Regions from separate parts of the Mustela erminea genome. Here region 1 is linked to region 2. Evidence: chromatin contacts called from public Hi-C data. All regions are on one chromosome and are shown on one strand. Each heading gives the region's core, a stretch centred on a gene start, on an enhancer-like site or on the middle of the called end of the contact. The rest is flanking DNA. Distances are from core to core; before and after follow the strand shown. Region 1 holds the start of ANAPC15 (anaphase-promoting complex subunit 15). Region 2 holds the start of CLPB (caseinolytic peptidase B protein homolog).

Region 1 (2,700 bases), core at 156-2,655, 250 kb before region 2:
ATAAAGTCAAAATTATGTCCTATGCTTTAGGGAAAAGAGCCTGGGCTCCAGTCTGGCCCAGAAGTCTAATGGGCCCACAGTAAATCGGAGTCCTACAAAGATGTCAAGCTAGCCCTCCTTCCGCCCAGCTTGAGTATTCCCAACTCAGGGCAAAAAGCTATTACCTGACTAAGGCTCCGCCACTGTTAGGTCCTTACTCACCCAGGCCTGATGCTGTTGTTCTTGCTGCTGTAGCTCTGTCTCCTCCACACAGGGTCGATCCAGGTTAAACCACAATGTCTCCGTCACACGGGGGAAAAGTGAGGGAAACAAGGTGGACATGGCTCCTAGACTGAGGTAAAGGGCCAGGTGAAATCCAGCTACCAGGTGTCTTTGGTTGGGGTTTTATTTGGTTACAGTTTAATCTGGGGGTGAGGTGGAGAAGATAGGTAGGAGGGAAATAGCTTTTCTTGGTGGGAATTAGATAGACCTGGGTTTGATCCTGTTCCACCACTTACTAGCTGTTTTGACCTTGGCCAAGTCACTTAACCTCTCTGAGCCTCAGTTTCCTCATCTGTAAAATGGGGAATAATAATTATACTACACTCTCATAGTTATTCTGATAATTAATTCCCTTTATGGAGAAGTAAAGTGTTTAAACTGGTCAAGGCGGGGAAGAGAATGGAACCCAAATGTAGATCTATGAATGCAGACCAACACTACAAAATTAGAACAAGGCTCCACTGACACTATCTTTACCTCCTCCAAACAGTAAAACCTACTTCTTGCCCCTCTATGATGATCCCTAACATACTTACCCCGTGTCAGAAATTTAGGACTCTAATCACCTCTCTCCTGAACGAGAGCTAAACTGGGGTGGTGGTGAGGGGTTCCACGTGCAGTATGGTTCAGAAAGGCATGAGTAAATGGATAAGTAAATGGAAGGCTGAATGAACTATCATGTGAGAGAATAAGTAAATTCGGCAAGGATTAAGCAGCTGAGGGGGCTGACCAAAAGGTCCCAGAGAATCTGAATTAAAGTCTTTCACCTCACAGAAAAATTGAGGCCCTGCGACAGGCAACGACGGGCTACAGATCATGAGTTGGGGCACTGAATTCCCACAGGGAAGAAATCAAGGCCAGGCACTAGAGGAGATGAGCAGGAGAAAAGCACCTACGTCTAGTTCTGCTTTTACCCTAAACTCATTTGACCGATACTGGGCCAGCCGCTGCCCTTCCGTGAATCTCGGCTTCCCGTCCCATGACATTAGCACAAGAGCACCCAAGCTCACGTCCCCTACGCAGAAGAGGCCACTTAGGCCGAGGCGCGGAAAGGCCACCCCTTGCCACCAAGCCACCGCCCATTCTTCGCTTATTATGATAATGATGCGGGGTGGATCAACACGAAGAATGCAGGGGCGGGATTCGAAAAGGCATTTGCCCTTATAGGGTTACCAATAGCGAAAGGAACGGGGCCTGAGTAGGGCCAATTAACTGGAAGAAATGCTGGGTGACAGAAAATGACACCAATGAGTGACGGATCTTGGGCGACGGGGTGGGGCTTGGCCTCGAGGAAGCGCCAATGAGCGGGAGCTCTTTACTGTTAAAAGGAGTCTGAACTGAAGGACCTGAGGAGCCGCGGCAGGGCCACGGATTTTCTCTGGGGGAGGGCGAAGAGAAGCGGCAGGGAGACAGCGGCCGCAGCCTGCCTTCTGTACTTACCGCGCCGGGAGGCGGTAGCCGGCGGCGACCCGGAAGCACTTCTCTCGGCCTGAGCGGAAGAACCCGCCAGAACCCGAGCAGCACCGGCGCGTGCGCCTTGGCTTCCTTTTGTTTCCCGCTCCCGCCCACCACACCGGATGTGACGTTACACACTTCAATCACAACGTTGAGGTTGGAAATTTGCCTACTCTATTGGCCCCTCCTTGAGCCTCCGCCTTTCGGCCTCTCCAGGCCTCCCCAAAAGCCCTATTTAACACCGCCCCTTCGTTCCTAGCCAGGATCGGTTTGCCAACCCCTGCGGAAAAATAGCTGGCAGCAACCGGCTTTAGTACTAGGACTGTTTGTCCTGCCGCGTCCCAGGAAAATCCGTCTACTTCTACCCCAAGATCGCTGGGTGTTATTACTACCCTTCCGTCTGTTCCTTCTCACCTTCAGTTTGTTTGGGCGCATACACTGAATTATGTATGACTTCTATAGAAATCATGGAGTCCCTGCTATATTCCAGGCTCTGCTAGAAGCTGGGGCTAAATCTAGAACATGGTCCCTGCCCCCACAGACCTCACAGTCCAGTGGAGAAGCCAGACTCTGCAGACCCACCGCGGACTCACTGGTTTCTTAAGATTGCCTGTCCAGTTTGCGTTGGTCTGAGTGACTGACTAGTCAGCCTCAGGGCACTGCTTTTGGGGAAGTCAGCTGCCCTAATACCTTAGTGGTTAATTTCGTCATCTCTCCCAGTCCTATGCTGATGCTTCTGTTACAGTAACCTCTGACTCAGCCTCCCCTTCAGAGCTCATGCCTTCTTGTAAACTGGCAATCCATCAATTCCAACCCCCATTAAGCTCCATCACTCACCAGCCTCGTCAAGGACTAGCAGTCATCCACAATTCCACTCCTGGCCACACCCAACGTGTGAACTTTAACAAGTCCCTTTTTCTCCCAACCTGGATTCAGTTTCCTCTTCAACCAGTCTCATAAACTGCAGCCTTCCTCCTATCCTGG
Region 2 (2,700 bases), core at 6-2,505:
ATGAACACCATGCTTCCTGCCTTCCCGCCTGAGGAACTACTGAGAACCTGCGAGGTTGGACTCACATAAGCCAGAAGTCTGGCTGCCTGCTCTCCCAGTTCCTGCTCAACTCCCTTGCACCCAGGTGAGATGCCAACCTGGGTCAGCCAGCCCCCCTGGTTGCTTTGGGTCTCTAAGGATCCAACTTCTTTGTTTTTCTTCTCCTGCCAACTGCATGGCTGGGTAAGATCACCTCACACCTGAGACCAGGGACAACAAAATCCCTAGGAGGCTGATGGGCAGACCCAGACTGCTTAATTCAAGACTCAAAATAACAGCACTGTAAGAGTACTGAGAAATCATTCTTTACTGTGTAAGGGCAGAACCTGAAACCAGAGAGGAGCAAGGGGTGAGCAGTGGCAAAGGTGGCACTGAAACCAAGTCTGTACTCCTTTCTTGGGCCACCTTTCTAAACTATCTAATAGTTTTTTTTCTAAACTATCTAATAGTTGCCATTAGAACACACAGCAGTTTCTTGGGAGAACACTTAAGAGAGGAATTCGACCAGGCAGAATATTAGTGCATAAAAGGCCCACACTCTAATTTTAGAATGTCTCAATGTTTCCATTGTACAGATGGACAAAATAATGCCCAAACGAGGGAGCTGACCTATGACAGGAAGTTATCCAACTCAGAGGCACTGAGTCCTCCAGTTCACCAGCTTGCCCCAATAACCAGACGATGTCTGAGACCCTACAGGCCTGAAGCTCTGCTGACCTCAGTCTATAAGCAACTCCCGCCCTCCAAAGATACGGAGTCGGGTCACTCCTCCCGCCTCTGTCTTCCTCGAACCCAGACTGCCCGGATAATCACCCTTGTTAGACGGGTTCTTGCTGTAACAGTGAACCACAAGCGCGGTGGCCAGGGCCCATATGCTCAGTCCGGCCCTGCTGGGGACCCCGTTCCAGCTGTCCTGTCCCGGGAGTGTTTCTTCTGGGCTAGGAAGGCGTCCTGATGTTGCGGCTACGAGGCACGAGGTCTCGGTGAGTCCTCCCTGGCGCCCCCAGGTGGCTGCCCCTTCATGGGGGAGGAAGGCTGGCGATGTTCCAGGGCGCCCCCCGACGGCTGCCCTCAACCATTGCGGCTGCCCGCGGCCCGCGGTGGTCACACTCGAGCTGGAGGCACTTCCATGACTCCGGAGCGAAGAGGACCTAAGCAGCTGGAGGAGGAGCCGCGGCGCCGGCGCTGTTTTCCTCAACACCAGGGACCCCAGCATCGTGACAGCTACTTCGATTACCCCCTGGTGCCGGCCCCCGTGCTGGCCGCGTCCAACATGGCTGCCGCGGCGCGTTCGAAGACGCCGCGAACGCGGTGGAATACCGCACTACTTCACGGGAGTGGTAGTCCATAGCCTTAGACTTTTCCGTAACTGGAGAACAAATAAACTACATTTCCCAGAAAGCTGTGGAACTTGCGTCACAAAGACTGCCGACTTAGAGAAGCCTAGTGCATGTTGGGAAGTGGAGTTTGACTGAGGGGGCGTGGTAAGAGGGGAAATGCCTGGGTAGAACGTAGAGATTAGAATTGAAGTTCGATTCCCAGAGCCTTCTGCCAAGTTTAGTCAAAATACACGACGCAGGCGGACGCCTGGGTGGCTCAGTTTGGTTACGCCACTCCCTTCAGCTGGGGTCGTGATCCTGGAGTCCCAGAATCTAGTCTGGAATTGGGCTCCCTGCTCAGCGGGGAGTCTGCCTCTCCCTTTGACCCACCCCTCTCTCGTGCCCTCTCTCTCAAATAAATAAAAATCATTAAAAAAAATTTTTTTAATGCGACACAGGCTCTGACTACTGCAAGTTAAACAGAGATCTGCAGTAGAAAACTTTTATGAAATGTATGCTTATTTCTTTTAGCCTGTGTCTTTTTTTAGCCTGCGGCAGCTTTTCAAAAAAGAAGTCTAGGGGAACCAGTACACCTGTAATAACAATTCTCTTTATATTTTTACATAGACTTCCTTTAGGTTGAAGAGCTAACTCCCAGTCTTGTTTTCTCACTTGTGTTATTTTCGAAGGGGTTTCACGTGGGTTGTCGCATCGTATCTCATGACAGCTGCATGGGGAAGCTGGGCAAGAAATGTTATTCCTGTCTACAGGAAAGGGAATTTCAGCTCAGAGGTGGAAAAAATTGCTAATCCATCAATAAAAAAAGCTCAGGTCTTCTAACTCGGAGCTCAGTTCCGGCACCCCCATTTCTTCCTCTCTTTTCCAGACAGCCCACAAGGAAGAAGCTATTTTATGCCAGTCCCATCTCTTCTGCCCTTCCTTCTCTCCTCCAACTTCATGTCATCAGAGCCTTCTCTGACGATTTTATTTAAAATAGCAATTCTCTTTCCCACATGCTTCCTATCCTGCCTAATTTTTCTTCACAGCACTTACCACGTGATATACTGGAAATTAGTTGTTTATTGTCTCACTCCAATAGAACATGAGCCCCACAAAATAGGGACTTTGTTTTTTCTCTCTTACATTACTAGCACTCAGACCAATGTCTAGAACAAAAAGAGCTGCTAAATAAATATTTCTTTGGTAAAAGGATTACTCCTGCTTTATTATCGTGGGGAAATGAATATAAACTTTGGAGTGCAGGCAGACCTTGATTTCAATTTTGACTCTTGAATTTACTAGATGTATGACCTTGGACAAACCTCCTTATCCTTACCCTTTC

The links. A called contact is a pair of places that touch in the nucleus more often than the background predicts.
Region 1: a contact with region 2 is called in a Hi-C map of skeletal muscle, with 8 times the contacts expected there. The contact joins the promoter of ANAPC15 here to the promoter of CLPB in region 2. A contact is called at or near these places in 3 of 3 Hi-C or Micro-C datasets (fibroblasts, skeletal muscle and spleen).

The regions. Positions count from the first base shown.
Region 1 is chr9:57,309,788-57,312,487 of mMusErm1.Pri, reverse strand. ANAPC15 (anaphase-promoting complex subunit 15) reads right to left here and starts at 1,405. Exons shown (of 5, transcript XM_032359567.1): 1 at 1,029-1,405; 2 at 202-331. The coding sequence starts at 321.
Region 2 is chr9:57,056,161-57,058,860 of mMusErm1.Pri, reverse strand. It overlaps CLPB (caseinolytic peptidase B protein homolog), which reads right to left and starts at 1,255. Exons shown (of 17, transcript XM_032356714.1): 1 at 853-1,255. The coding sequence starts at 1,255.